Linked DNA regions of Delphinus delphis: region 2 is linked to region 1. The links are chromatin contacts, called in public Hi-C maps. All regions are on one chromosome and are shown on one strand. Each heading gives the region's core, a stretch centred on a gene start, on an enhancer-like site or on the middle of the called end of the contact. The rest is flanking DNA. Distances are from core to core; before and after follow the strand shown.

What was found. A called contact is a pair of places that touch in the nucleus more often than the background predicts.
Region 2: a contact with region 1 is called in a Hi-C map of lung, with 7 times the contacts expected there. The contact joins the promoter of ESCO2 here to the promoter of PTK2B in region 1. A contact is called at or near these places in 2 of 3 Hi-C or Micro-C datasets (lung and muscle).

Annotation. Positions count from the first base shown.
Region 1 is chr6:103,722,789-103,730,571 of mDelDel1.2, forward strand. PTK2B (protein tyrosine kinase 2 beta) reads left to right here and starts at 3,445. Exons shown (of 32, transcript XM_060015200.1): 1 at 3,445-3,902. It overlaps TRIM35 (tripartite motif containing 35), which reads right to left and starts at 2,461. Exons shown (of 6, transcript XM_060013600.1): 1 at 1,984-2,461. The coding sequence starts at 2,418.
Region 2 is chr6:104,152,615-104,160,397 of mDelDel1.2, forward strand. It overlaps ESCO2 (establishment of sister chromatid cohesion N-acetyltransferase 2), which reads left to right and starts at 5,128. Exons shown (of 11, transcript XM_060013602.1): 1 at 5,128-5,309; 2 at 6,439-6,507; 3 at 7,278-7,783. The coding sequence starts at 6,455. CCDC25 (coiled-coil domain containing 25) reads right to left here and starts at 3,780. Exons shown (of 10, transcript XR_009519936.1): 1 at 3,698-3,780.

The sequences.
Region 1 (7,783 bases), core at 2,195-4,694:
CCCACACTACAGTGCGAGCTCCATGGGGCAGGGGCTCTGGCTTACTGACTTCTGCAGCCTCAGCACCCAGGATAGGTCCTGGCGCACAGCTGTCTAACGCATGAGTGATGCCACCCAGCAGCAGGCTGAGCACACTCCTCAGATCTTTCCGGACAGGACTCCTCACCCCCTCAGACATAGCCCTGAGTGCCCACTGGTCTGTCAGCATCATTCCTCTGTTTAAAACCCTCCAACTGCTCCCTACAGCCTTTAGAACAAAGGCCAAGACTGGGGCCTCCTGGCTCCTTCTGCAACTCCACCCTCATTCTCTCAGTGTCTGGATAGTCACTGCTTCTGGACCTTTACACATGCTGCTGCCTCTGCCTGAAATACCCTCCCTGACCCCCCTTCACCTGGCTAACACTTCCTAACCCCTCAGTCTCTGCTTGAAGCTCCTTGAAGGTACGAATTACTGTTTAGCTCGTGTCCTGCAGTATCCCCAGGGCCTAGCAGTACGAGGCATCTGCTGAATAAACAGAAAGATGTCATTAGACCATATGCACTTTGGGGCACCTGGCTCACTGGTCTTGAATCCTGGCTTAGCTCAGCCCTGGGTTCTGCCTTAGTGCTCTTGGCCTTGACCCCTGCCCATCTTCCTGATCTATACTTCTGGCGGTCCCACGGTGATTCGTCATGACTCGATCCATGGTGGCCCCCTACCTCAACCCCAGCCCCCAGAATGCCCAGCACTTACTTCAGCTATCCCAAATCAGGACCTGGCACTTCTACCAAGGGAAATGAAGGAGAAAAAGCACTGCTGTGGACCACTGTGACAGCAGTTACAGGCTTATCCCATTGCCGAGCTAGTGTAGGGTTCAAACAAGCATATTGATGACATTCCCCTTCACTTGAACTTTGTCAAAATGTGTATGGAACTGTCAACTTTTGATATTTCTTAAGAAAGGCATTAAAGCAAACAAACTAAAACAGTGTCTGGAGACAGGCATTCTTATAGTGCCTCCTTTTCAGTACACTCAGCTTCAGACTAGCAGAGCTGGGTTCTCCAAACTGTGGGTCTGACCTATGTATTAGTAGGTTTTAGTTGGTGATGAAATAAATTAATATTTTACACCCTGTGCAGTTTTTAAAATAAAACGACAGAAAATACCTGAGTACAATAGACATTTTCACAGAACTTTTGTTTCAGCTGATACAGACACCATACATGCATGTGGCAGTTCTGGGTCTCAATGGAAAAAACATGTCTTACCATGTGCTAGCTGAGGTCAAAAAATCTGAAAACCCCTGAGATGGCTACTCCTTATTTCCTGATCATTCTTCCTTCCTCTGCCAAAAACTTCTCCATGTTAGTTTGCCCTAAAGTTGTTCCTTACCTTATTTATAGCCACTGGAACTCTAGGGGGATGCTGAGAGAGTGATCCAGAAGGGACCAGGTGGCCAGGGCCAGGGCCAGAGGCCTCCCCACAGCTACACAATACAGGGATCCAGCCCGGGAAGGAGGGGAAAGATGTGGGGAGATCTAAAAGGCTCCACATCTTTGGCCAGGTCTTGGGGTCCTGCACCTCCACCTTGAGTGTGCCAAGTTCCAGGGTTGTGGGCTTACCCACACCTGTGCTTCTAAAAGTGGCATGGGCCACACACCTGTGGTAGAAAGGGTGCACGGCCTCAGCCCTTCAGAGGTGGTGGGGCAGGGGAGCTGTCTTGAGAACATCCTGTAACCCCAGTTCTCACACTTCCTGTTGACATTCTCTCTCCTTCCATCTCAGGCCCCTGGGCCGGCCTTGATGAAGAAGGCAGCCTCTGTATGTTACCAGCGGCAGGGAGTGGGGGTCCCGAGGAGGCACCAGCAAGCTGGCAGGGGGAAGAGGGGCGGGACCGGGCACACCAGCTCTGGCAGGCTGGAGTGCAGGAGCAGCGGGGTCAGGGTGCTGGGTTCCAGTCCACGTGCGCACTCAGCCACCTCCAGCACGCGGCCGCGCTTACCCGAAAGTCGTGGGCAGTGTCCTTCACCGGCTGCACGCGGTGCCCCTGGTGCCGGGGGTCGGTCTGGCACGAGCAGCACAGCAGCTCCTTGTCGTCGAGACAGAAGAGGTTGAACTGGCCGCGGTGCAGGCGGCAGAGGCGCGGAGAGCGGTGGCCGGTCCAGCGCGCGCCCTCGGCCTCCTCGCGCAGCAGCTTCTCCACGAGGTTATTGAGGGTGTGGTTGGTGCGCAGGTCGGCGGGGGCCGCGCGGTCCTTGCACACCGGGCAGGTGGGTGCCACCTGCACCTCCCAGCAGCGGGTCACGCACCCGCGGCAGAAGTTGTGGCCGCAGCGCAGAGTCACGGCGTCACGGAAGGGGTCGTAGCAGACGGCGCAGAGCAGCTCCTCCTTGAAGGAGCGGGAAGGCCCGGGGGACAAGGCGGGCCCCGCTTCCATTGCCCCGGATCCCGGATCCCGCGCCCGCAACTTTCGCTCCAGCCCCTCCCATCCGCCGCGCGGCTCCCGCGACCCTGCGGAGGCCGGCGGTCAGCCCCTTCCACTCGGAGCACTGAGCGACAGCGGTGCCGGCCAATCGCGCTGGGCGCGCTCGGGAGGCTCCGCCCAAGTTCCGGTCGGCTCGGGAAACCCCGGAAGAGCGAGGTGGGCCCCGTATGCTCCGCAATCCCGGTCAGTCCTAGGCGAGCAAGTTTAGCCGGGAAAAAACACCCCAGCAGTGTTCTAGGGCTTCCGTGTCACTGCAACCTACTTCCGATTTCAAATGGGAAATGAAGTCTAGGAGCCTCTTCCTTAAGTGGTCCCCGGAAATCTCAGGCCCGTGAGGTGGGAGAAGCCAGAGCTCCTTACTTCGTGGTTCCGAAGTGAAGTCTGATCTTAACGGCGTCGTTAGCTTTTTCACCGCTTAAGAGTTTGCAGTGCCCTTTCAAAGATCTGTGCCCGCTCTTGCATTAGTTGCTTACTTATTTTGGGCAGTCTTGTGCCTGCCCCCTGGGGTAAGGCGGGAACAAATGAGAGAAAGGGGCAGTGGAAGACCTCTGAGAAGATCCGATTCTTGTCCCGTGGTTGAATAGGCGGGCAAGTCACCATCTTTCCAGAATCTATTTCCTCGTGAGTGAAACAGAGATTAAGGACGTCTGCAAAGTTAGCTGTGGGAACTGAAATCCAGGCTAAATTCCTGCCAGGTACAGCAGGCCTGAGTCTCTCCAACCTGCGTCACGTTGATCACTTTACAACGTTCAGATGTGGGATTCCTTTCCCCTGGAACACTTTCATTTCCGGCTTCCGTTGGAAGACAAGTCTCCACAGGTCTCATGTTTCTGTATGCCACCCAGAGACACTGCCTTTTTGGTACTGTCTTTTCAAGGACGTTTCTATGATGAACAGCCTCAGAAGGCAGAGATAATGTCTCCCTCCAGGCAAAGATCTGGCAATCTTACTCTTCATTATAAAAGATTTGGGTTCCCTAAGCTTCCTCCTGTGGCCCACATCATGTAGGCTTTTGGGAATTAAGGCTCAGGAAACTGGCCCAAATGACTATAATCTGACTATTGCCATTGCTGTTAGTAATAAACTGTGCGTTGACTCAAGAGTTTCATCTACCAGCATTCCTGAAACTGTGGCATGCTAACATGTGTTGACTAGAGAAAAAAAAAAAAAAGCACAACTTAAAAGTTGAGAATTACATCTTACTTGGCGGACAAAACAGAGGACTTAAGCCCTGAGGGACTGCTTGCTCCAAAGAGGTAGGAGAGGATCCAGGATACATAGTTTTTGCAACAAAGACCAGGTAGTCGGAACTTGAAAAGATTACTGTTAATTAAAGAAAACCAGATATCTCAAGTTAGGGAATTTAGCACTTTTCTATGTATGGGAAGATGCAAGAGTCTGGGCTCACTAATTGATGTGCACCTCGGCTATCTGAGGTCAGTATCCTGTGCTTTCTCATCCTGAGTCTCTTCGGGGTGCATCACTGGGGGGAAGGGGGCAGTGGCTGCAGCAGTTGACTGCTAGGTCGGGGTAGCGTTAATGTGATGGCTTGATGGCCGCAACATCCTTTGTTTACCGATACGGCAGGCAGCATTTTTTCCATTGATACTTGTTAGCTTGCAAGTAGGCTAACATCTAGACAATTTCCTTCCAAACTTTTACTCAGAATAGGCCTTTCCCCACAATGCCAAGCTGATGGATGCCACTAAGTGTTATTGCTTTCTGGAGTGTTTCTTATACATGATCAGTGGTCCTCCTGCAGTTACCGGGGGAGCTTTCTAAATAAAAGCACAGATTCTTGAGTCCAGATTCTTTGATCTACTTGCCTCTTTGGGAGGAAAGGCCCAGGAATCTGCGTTTTTCACACGCTCTCCAGGTGATTCTCAGGTACAGTAAAGTTTGAGGCCCATTGTGCTAGGTCTACTCACCCAGCAAGTAGGTCTCCAGTTAGGCTTACTGGTTCAAAAATTAACCTTCGAGACAATATCTGAAAAGGCCACAAGATGGGGCTAATAACCCCACATGCCAGGCACCTCCCTGGAAAATCTTGTCTCTTCTAGTCTCACTTTCTTTCACTGTTTTATCTATGTGTCCCAGTTGCCCTGCGAATCTGTTTTGCTGTATGGGTGTTTCATTCTGTTCTTATGATGTCCCTTGTTTGTTTTGTTGTTGGTTCTTTTCTCAACTCTCTGAGTAGGGCCGCAAATCAAAACAAGGGTAAAGAGTAGAAATTAACAGATGGAGCTTTTTTTTCTTTAAGGAGAATACAAAGGTTAACATTAAACCAGTAGGGTCCTCCAGTCTTTCTGGAAATCTGGAAAGGACTTGGTCCTATTCCAAGCACCACCATTAGCCAGGGGCAAGACCTGGGGCATAATATTTCACTTTCCTTACTTCCTTTTTCTCAACTGTAAAAGGAAAGATTGGACTAATTGTTCCAAATTCTTACCAGCTCAGACACTCCGAACTTTTTTTATTCTTTGCATAATTTCAGGAAAGAGGGTGATTAAGATACAGAGACCAGGAAAGAGAAGTCTTGGTGATTGTAACTAATGTGTCACCAGCTCCTGTTTCTTCTTCCAGGAGAAAGGACCTTCTTCAGAGGCCCTGAAGTTCAGGTCCTCTGTATACCAGCTAAACTATTACAAAACTCAACTGGCAGTTCTCACTACTATAACTTGCCCCATCCCATCCCATCCCCAGGCATCTTTGCCAGGCAATGCCACATTTCCAACCCCCCTGCTATCACCATGTACATTTATGTAAGGAATGACAACTCTTTATTAAATGTCGTGTTAGGAAAAAAACTATTCCTAGGTGCAGAAAGAAGAACAGCTTTTTTTTTTCCTTTTTAAAGCAGATGACTAGAAAGTGACTACTGCAAATAAAAAGCAGAGATTGTTAGATTAGATAAAAAAGCAAGACCCAACTATATGCTACCTAAAAGGAACCCACTTAAATATAAGCCTACAAGTAAGTTAAAAGTAAAAGGATGGAAAAAGATATGCCATGCTAACACGAATCAAAGAAAGTTGGTGTGGCCCTATTAATATCAGAAAAAGCAGATTTAATATCAAAGAATATTATAGGGATAAGGAGGATGACTGCTGTATTTGACAGTCACAGGGCTGGCAGTAGCAAGAACCATTTTCAGAAATGGGCAACCAGAGATGCAGATGTACTTGAACTTGTTCAGCAACGTTACCAAGGACATCTTAGAGGAAATCACTGTAGTCTGATGCTTGATGTTGGACACAGTGATGGCTTAGGCCTTCTCTGAGGCCTCTGCCATAGAGAAAGGAGGGTAGGGGCTCTGAGTTTGACTTGCAGGGGGAACTCCCATAAGAATTAGTGCTTAATGCAAGTGACTAGGGAAACACCTGGGGTAGTAAATCGCCTGCCTCTGGATCAGATTCAGTCTCAGACTTCTTTTATTTGCTCCATATGCTTTTTTTCCTCTGTATCACTTATGATCTTCTAAGCTGCAACTTGTAAATTGCAACTCACAATGATTAAACCATAAGGGCATGGAAGATCTCACATAACAAAGTCTGGAGGCAAGAAGGCTGTGTCCAGCCGTGTGACACTGAGACCCCAGATTCTTTCCATCTTTCTGGTCTGCCTATGGCTGCCTTTGGGTTAGAAAATTACCGCAGCTGCTCCAGATATCTTATGCTGTTGTAAATCAATGTCCAGAAATGGAATAGGACCATTTCTCCCTAGTATGCTTCATTTTCAGAGCCACGAAACCTTTCCTACAAACCTCCAGAAGATTTTCCCTCACACCTTATCAGCCAGAACTGGGTCACATGCCCACCTCTAAATCCATCACCATCAAGGAGGATGAGACTGCTATGACCGACTTAAACCAATTAGGCTTTACCTGAGTCATGTGCTGGAGGGCTGGTCACTGAGATACCTTTGGGGCTCAGCTATTTGTTAGAAAGATGGGGAAATCGCCATAAGATAGGCAGCTACAGGATCAAAACAGTTGCCAACATATGCAAATTGGCAGATTTACCATAAAAAAAATTTTTTTTCCCTCTGCTTTTTTGTTGTTTAAAAAAAATTAATTGTGCTAAAATGAGCATAAAACTGACCATCCTAGGCGTTTTTAAGTGTACAGTTCAGTAGTATTGAGCATATTCCCATTATTGTGCAACAAATATGCAGAACTTTTCATCTTGTAGAACTGACACTCTGAACCCTTTAAACAAATGCCCTCTTCCTCCTTTCCCCAGGCCCTAGCAACCACCCGTCTACTTTATGTCTCTAAGAATTTGACTATGCTAGGTACCACAAATAAGTGGAATCACTTGTTTGTGACTGTCTTATTTCACTAAGCATAATGTCCTCAAAGTTCATCCATGTTGTAGCATATTTTAGAGTTTCCTTCCTTTTTTTTAAAGCTGAGTAATATTCCATTGTTTACCCATTCATCCACTGATGGACATTTGGATTGCTCCCACCCCATGGCTATCGTGAATGATGCTGCTGTGAACATGAGTGTACAAATATCTCTTCGGGACCCTGCTTTCAATTCTTTCGAGTATTGAATATATGCCCAGAAGTGGAATCTCTGGATTTATTTTTACTTTTTTGAGGAACTGGCATACTGTTTTCTACAACAGATTCACCACCTTACATTCCCACCAACAGTGCACAAGGATTCCAATTTCTTCACATCCTGACCAACATTCATTATTTTCTTTCTTTTCTTTAATAGTAGGCATCCTAATGGATATGAGGTGATATCTCCATGTGGTTTTGATCTGCATTTCCCTAATGATTAGTGATGTTGAATATCGTCTCATGCTTTTTGGCCATCTGGATATCATCTTTAGAGAAATATCTATTTAAGTCCTTTGCCCCATTTTTAATCGGGTTATTTTTTGTTGTTGTTGAGTTGTATGAGTTCTTTATATATTCTGGATATTAGCCCCTTACCAGATATATAATTTGCAAATATTTTCTCCCACTCTGTAGGTTGCATTTTCATTTTGTTGCCATTCATTTTCATTTTGCTGCACAAAATTTTTTTAATTTTAATGTAGTCCTTCTCTCTTTTTACTTTTGTTGCCTGTGTTTTGATGTCATATCCAAGAAATTATTGCCAGTGTCATGGTTTTAGGTCATATGTGTAGGTCTTCAGTCTATTTTGAATTAATTTTTATATATGGTGCAACGGAAGGATCCAACTTCATCCTTTGCATGTAGATATCCAGTTTTCCCACCACCATTTGTTCAAGAAACTGTCCTTTCCCCATTGAGTGGTCTCAGCACCCTTGTTGAAGATCAAATGACAAGAGTTCATTTC
Region 2 (7,783 bases), core at 3,878-6,377, 430 kb after region 1:
CTTAAATTCAGGATTGCCTGAACATTCAGAATGAGAAGCTTCTTAAATGATCAATCATAGCTGCCTCTCTTGGGGACAGAAAACTCCCAATTCCTTCAGTTAGCAGTTATGGTGACTACAGTCCATAATTACTTGGAAATAGTTGAGAAAAATAACTTGAAAGAAGAGAATTTTGCACTGACAGCTGACAGAAATACTTGTCTATAACAGAGCATTATATTAGCTTGATAAGCCCTTTGCATAGCATATAACAAATGCCAAGTGCAGGAGTACAACTAAAAAATGTTTCAGATCCTCTCTGTACATTGTTACATGGGTACACCCTTTTGAGCCTATAAATGTCACCACTAGGAGTATATATCCTACTAATTAATACTCCGTCAAGCAGTGATGTTCTTTTTACAACTTAAACACTCATTAGTTAAGACTGGTTATACACACTATAGAATATCCATAAACAAAATACCATGTACCCATTAAAAAGAAAGGATAGGTGAAGAAATTAAACAGCAGAACAGTATTTTTGTGTATCTATATATAGTAATATTCAATTTGTAAAAAATAAGTAACTGTGTATACATAAACATGTTTACATATATATTTTTAATACACGTACCCGTTTTCTTTATACTGTGCAAGGATATATATTTAATTGTTAACAACAGTTACCTTGTCTACTTGCTTATAAAATGTATAGATGGTTTTTGTAATCAGAACAAACGTAATTTTTTAAAATGATCGAAATAAACAAAGCTGTCTCTGCAGGACAAGCTATCTAAATTACAGCCAGGAGAATGACAGATGGTTCTTTGGATGGTTGACCTATAAAATGAGGTGATTAAGAACATAACTGCTACAAGCCCAAACTGAGGGGCATTCTACAAAGTAATTCTTCAACTGACAGTGTCAGTGTGAGAGACAAAGACTGAGCAATGCTCCAGATCAGAAGATGCTAAAGAGTAATGAATGACAGCGGAAAGCAACAATGATTTGTAATTTTCCTTTGTTATAAATTCACCACTAGGACATTGATAAAAACTGAATAAAAGCTGCTGATTACATACTAGTATTGCTGCAATGTTAATTTCCTGATTTTGATAATGAAGAATGTCTTCTGATAAGAGAATATCCCTGATTTTAGGAAAAACACCCTGAAATATTTAGGGGTAAAGTGCAACTTACTAACAAACGGTTCAGAAAAAAAAAAATCTGTGAGTGTGGGGAGAGAGTTGGGTGGGGAGGGGAGCTGGAAAAAGAAAGAGAAAGGGGAAAAGAAGGAGATAAGGTATATGTGGTAAAATGTTAGAATTTGGGGAATCTGAGAGAAGGCTATAAAGGAAATCTTTTACTATTCTTATAACTTTTCTGAAATACTGAAATTATGTCAAAATAGAAAATTAAAAAGGAGCATGACTGCTGAGTAAGAAATCTGAATTAAGCTCCCATCCATGTTAGAGGGATAAAGGAAAAGTAAATTGAATTATTCTAGTATTTTTGTTACTCTCACCCAAATATTAAGGTTGATTAGTATGGGAGCTAGTTATCTTGAAGATACCTGATACAGGTGTAGCAACCAGGCCAACTTTAGAGGCACTGTGATAATTTCATAATTTACAGAACAATCTATCTTGAGACAGATGCTAATAAAAGGTACTAAAAGTACAAGTGAAGTTAATGAGCCATGTGAAGGTAATCTGTGGGTCCATAAATCAGAGGGGCTTAAATTTGACACTGGAAATATAGCAAGGCTAATGTTTCATTACTCTCTTATGAGAGTGTGAAAGAATAAAACTAAGCAGATTTTAGTTAGAGATACTAATTTTAAAAGGGAAGGCAAAAACTTTCTATTGAGATTTTCAATCCATTTTTTTAAAAAGTTTTTTTGCAGTAAACCATCAGTTGCTTGAAAAGCTTGGCTATCTATACGAAGTCATTTCCTGAAGATTCTGTATGTTCAAGTTGTTTTCTGTACTAGGATATATAAAGTTTTACTACTATCTTACTGGAAGTTATAATTTTTCCATTAACTTTGCAATTTTAAAAGCTGCACAAGTGCAGATTTATTAGACTTAGAGGCCAAATATTTTTCTGACAGGAAGCAATTCTGATGTTACAATGGAAGCCAATGAGAAAAATATGATCCCCAAATCAACTGAAGCACTCTGTTCTATTAAGGGCACCTGCGTGTGTATGACTAGCACTCAAGGAATTTAGAATCACTTGAAGGAGAACAAAGCAGCCAGCATAAAATACATTTAGTACCTATATGGCCTGCCTATAGTTTTCATTCCATTGCTGGACTTGTACGGGTAACTATGTTGTCAGGGACTCTCATGAGAGGCTACGAAGAGACACTCCAGTTATCTGGAGGGGCAGGACAGGACAGAGGGAGGATGGAAATGCTATTAGGGGCCTATAATGATTTTTCAGGCTAGTTTGAATTCTGTTTCTAGTAATTTTAATAATATGGGTAAGACAAAATTAAGCCTATAGAGACAGAGAATAGCTTACGGCACACCGTGGAAGCCTAAACTACTGAGAAAAATGAGATATGATAGTATGACGGAGTAGCAGGGGAGGGGGTCTGTGAGTTAGAACTTCCCTGGGCTTCAACGTTCTCATCTCTAAAGAGCAAGTACCACTCTACTGAAACCCACACAAACACTGTGCAGCTAGTTTCACTTAAATCTCACCTTTAACAAGTAGGCAGAGCCAGTAGCAACAGAATAGAGTGTGCTAGAAGTCAAAAAATATCATTCATTTATTCAATAAGTATTTATTGAGTAACTATTATGAGCCAGGCACTACACTAGAGAAACCAGGAGATCCTCTCCCTGCCCTCAAGGGGCTTACACTCTATCTCAAGTAGACAGAGTTTAATATCATATAACAAATGCAATGCCAAAGGCATACATGGGTGTTAAGGGGATCCCCGAAGAGTTATATCTAAGCAATCCTGGGGTGGCGACAAGGCGGGAAAGGCATCTATTAATGACTGGCGAGGGCTGTCTCAGGGGGAGAAGCAGCTAACTGGGGGGTTGATTGTAGGCAAAGAGAACAACATAAGCAGAGAAATGAAGACAGTATTTCCTGGGAACTAAACACACCCTTTCCTTGCCTGCCAAAGACAAATCAGAAACATTATCATGTCACTTTTCAAGATCTGGGACATCAACTCTGCCCAATGAGTGGCTGTATCGCTATTCCAGAGTCTTTTTATGGCTTTCTGTAACATCCAGGCCCTATAACCCTTTCCTAGAAAGCTAAGGCGCACTTCCGGTAAGGCAGAGTTGTTGGCAGATGTCTCCTTTCTTTCTCTATGCGGGTAATTACCAGGGCGCAGCAAGATTAAAGGTTACGGGGGTGGGTGGGGAAGGGAAGACTTGGGATAGGGGTGCGAAGAAGTCCACAAACTGTCCAATTCCAGGTAGCGACAGGTATTTCTGAATGAGGGGAAAGAACAACTCCCGGAGGCAAAGACAGCAAGGGAGATGGTGCCTCTACGTGCCCCCAGGCCCTGACAAGGGGGCGCACGGGGTGGACTGGGACGGACACGGTGGGGGGACCATGAGGACGCGGGAAGAGGCACCCACTGCCGAGGAGGCGCTCAAGGACCAGGCTCAGCGGCGGCCTGGGGGTTTCGGCTTCGGAGCCCCGCGGTCGAGCAGGGACCCGGGAGGTCTCGGCGCCCACTCACCGCTGCTGCTAGTGAAGTAGAACACCATGATCCCGGCGGCGGCACTGCGACTCCAGCGCCGAGCAGCGGCACTCAGCCCTGGAAGATCAAGATACCGGAAGCGCGGAGGCCGCGTTCCCCGGAACTCCTCCGCGCACTTCCGGCGGACGTCGGGCAGTGTCATAACGGCGGCTGCTGGCGGGCTACCGTGTCGGCGCGGTCAGAGCTCAGCTTACTAGGGGATTGAGGGGAAAGAGGATGGAGCCAGGACAATAGGTGATTGGAAAACTGCGGGGAAACTCCGTCTTTCTAAGAGAAAAATGTCATTCACTGACTTTATTTTCAGAACCTCCACCCCGTGAGCGGTCAAATCTTGAGGCTTAGCTCTTGGTCTTATCTGCCTCCTTTCAGCCGCATCTGGCCTGCCTGAAAGTAGAAACCTGTTGTCTTCTTCACAGCTAGGCGTTCACTGAGCCAGTTACGGTACTTGGCACTTAGTAGGAGCTCATTAAATTTTGAGTGAACCCCAATTCCTCCACTATTCTCATTCTAGGTCCATCACCTACTGGGCACATTTGGTGCTGCACTTAACCTTAGCTGTAAGATGAAGATGAATAGAGCTGCTAATTCACAGGCTATTTTGCCAGGGTTAAATAAGTTAATGGGCAAGACTGGGCAAACCTCTGAACCTCAGTTACCTTCCAGATGTAAAGTGGGAATGATCTGACTCAAGGGAATTTCCCACAGCACTTAGTTTTGACCTGACTATTTCTCTTAACTTCATCTGACCGACTTCATTCTGCATCACTTAACTAAATTTATTTAGAACTAAGAAAGTGCCAGAGACTGTACCAGGAGCTGGTACACAAAGATAACAACAGTAGCTAATAATCAGTAAGTGCTTTAGGAATCTTTGGGCTTTGCAAAGGAAGAACCTAGCTCTGTCCTATAAATAGTCATTGTTTTCAGGCCCTCAGTTTTATTCTCTGTAAAGTGGGAATGATGATACATATCTCATAGACTGTGGTGAAGAGTAAATGAAGTAAAACACATCAAATGTGCAAGAATGCCTGGCGCATAGATGTTACTGTAATGATTTTTTAATTTAACTTGAAAAATGAAAAAATGAGCTGGAAACCTAACGTATTACTAGTTAAAAAAAAAGGTAAACTAACAGTAAAGCTTCAAATGTGAAAAATAACTGCCTCGAAATCTTAGAGAGGCTACCTTACAAAAACATCTTACACTAAGTGACCTTAGAATGTGCCTGGAGTTCCAGAGTTTAAAATAATATAAAAACCTCAGTTTTATTCTGCTAAAAACTACAATTCCCAGAATGCATCTTAGATAAGGCCTCCGGAATGGAGCCCGGCGCGCCTCACGGGATTCTTGAAGACTTGGTTTCGGAGAGAAGAGAACTTTTAGCCTTCCAAGGGCGGGAGAATCTTGGAGACCGCCTTTCGGGTAGGCGGGGCAAACGCTAGTGCACAACCAATCACCGAGCCAGCCCCTAGACGCGCTGGGAAGCGGCCAATCGGAACTCACCTACTTCTGCCTGGACTGGCGCGCGAGAATTTGAATACAGTCGGGACCCCTGGCTCTGCTGAGGAGAGGTTGCCAGTCCGAGGGGCGGGTAAGTCCTGCGGAGGGTCGAGGCGTGGGGTGGAAGAGCCAGGAGACCGGGAGGTTCTGTGGAACGTGGAGGTGAATGTCAAGGAAAAAGAGCTTGTGCTCGGTGCTTGGCGCGTTCGCGGCTGGAGACCGAAGCCAGCGAGCGGGTGTCCGCACTTCCAGGTCACCGGGTTTCCATCTTTCTGACGCCGAGTTTTCTCGTCTTTTTGCTGAAAGCGTTTGGGGACAGAGGCGCTTTTCTCTCCTACCTTTCCTCATTCAGCCCCGGAAGGGTCTTGCCTTAAGCCGCAGCTCGACACGAATTCCCAGAAACCCAGGTCCTTCTGTTTGTTTGAAGCCAAGCTTGTGTAATTTTTTTTTTTAAATATACTTGATCCGAAGGAAGGGGAAGGGAAAACGCTATTGAGCAACATACCATCTGCCCGAGAGTTAACATGCGTGATTTTGTTTACCCGCAGTCTTAGGAGGTCAGAGTATTTTGTAAATAAGGAAACAAGCAGCTCCTCGACTAGAAAAATGAGAGAGGATTACGCTTCCCCGTTTTCTTGCTTCTGATGAAAAAGCTAGAGACGGCCTCTGCCTTCTTTGAACATGTAGGCTTTTGAGAAAGTCAAACTAACAACAAGAAAATGTGCTAAACGGATACCAAGGAGGTGCAGGATGGAATGGAAGCCTAGGGCAAGAGCATCTAACAGCGGGAGGGGTAGGGGTGAGGGCAATGGCAAGGACAGCTGCCCAGAATATAAAGTGATTAAACTTGGTATGGGTTCATCAGGCTAATTGAGGGGAAAGTGTGTCCTGAAATGGGGTTAAATCCTTCCTCAATAGGATCATTTTCCGGCTTGAAACATGTAGTATTCCTGCTTAATTAGTTAATTAAATTGTACTGTCCCTGCTGAATTAGTTACTACTGTGATGTAGTGTTTTTCCTTTTCTTTTTTTTTTTTTACCTTCATGGTTTAAACCTTTATTAAAGTGATTTGCTTTTTAAACCCATTCCCCCTTTTTTGGATCTTTATGGACCATTACCCATCTGAGAACTCTTTCAGACTTATAAAGTATAATTTTGATTTACTGATTTTTATACACATTGGATTAATTTGGTTATTATATTGTTCTGTTGCTTTTAGGAGTTCAGTTAAGAAGATGTCAACTTTAACTCCAAGGAAAAGGAAGCAGCATTCTTTGAACTGTGATAAGTGAGTCTCATCCTATGAGTAGAAACTGTTAAAAAAAGAAAAATTCACCATCTTGCATTTTTTATCTCCTCTCTTCTATCTCTAAGTATTTCCATTCTTCCATTCACCTACTCCTTGTGGCTACAGTAATACTTTATATTCTAATTCTAGCCTGGAAATACTGTAAGCTTTCATAATTAATTCTTTAAGGCCTTTGGAGGGACTCAGAGAAAGGGCTGTTTCCTATGGCTTGGAAATGTGGGTCAGATCTTTTATTACCTTGCTCCTTTCTGCTCTCTTATGTAATATTTAACATACTGTTTTGCATATAGTAGATACTCATCAGTAAGCAATCCTCTAAAGCTCTATACTCTATGTCATACCAGAGATATATATTATAGAACAGCCCTAAGTGGTCAGTTTATTACATAAAATTAATCATTTTAGGGAAATTATAGCAGGTATATGGCCAAAACTTAGAAATAGGTTTTAAAACACACACGCACACACATATACATATACGTGCATCTCAAAGCTTCTCTGTAAACAGTGTTTGTTTTCACAAACATTGGAATCTTAGTTTTGAAAAATATTCAAATGCTTTGTTTGGTAAAGACAGAATTTGAGAATCCTGCTGTTAAACTACTAATGTATATGGATGGATGTTTGGTGGAGAAGATGCATTTTTAATATGCCTTACAGGTAGAGCTGTTTATTGCTTAGCAGTAAATTGACATAGAAATGGAAGCAAAATAACTATATTTATCAATGGACTGTGTTTCTTTTCATAGCCTATTATCAGAAATTCCATCAAAGAAATTAATTTCGGACTTTACTGAAAATATATTTCCATCACCTAATAAAAAGCACATTTGCCAAAGCAGTGATAAAAATGAAGGAAAGATTCATTGCTCTCAACAAGGCCATTTCATTTCAAGTCCACTCAAAACGACTAAAACTAGATTGCCATCTGCAAATCAAGGTTCACCATTTAAATCTGCTGTGTCTACCATATCCTTTTACAACAAAGATAAGTGGTACCTCAATCCACTGGAGAGAAAGCTGATAAAAGAGAGTAGATCTATTTGTCTAAAAACTAATAATGAAGATAGATCGTATCCCAGTGTGACAGGAAAAATGCAGGGAAAACCAGCCTGCTCCAAGACGATGAACAAAAAACCACAGAAGTGTTTAACTGCTAAGTGTCAACCAGGATATAAGTGCATCAAGCCTGTGTCAAAGAATCCTAAAAATTCCAAGCAAAATCGAGTGGCCTATAAGCCAATTGTGGAGAAAG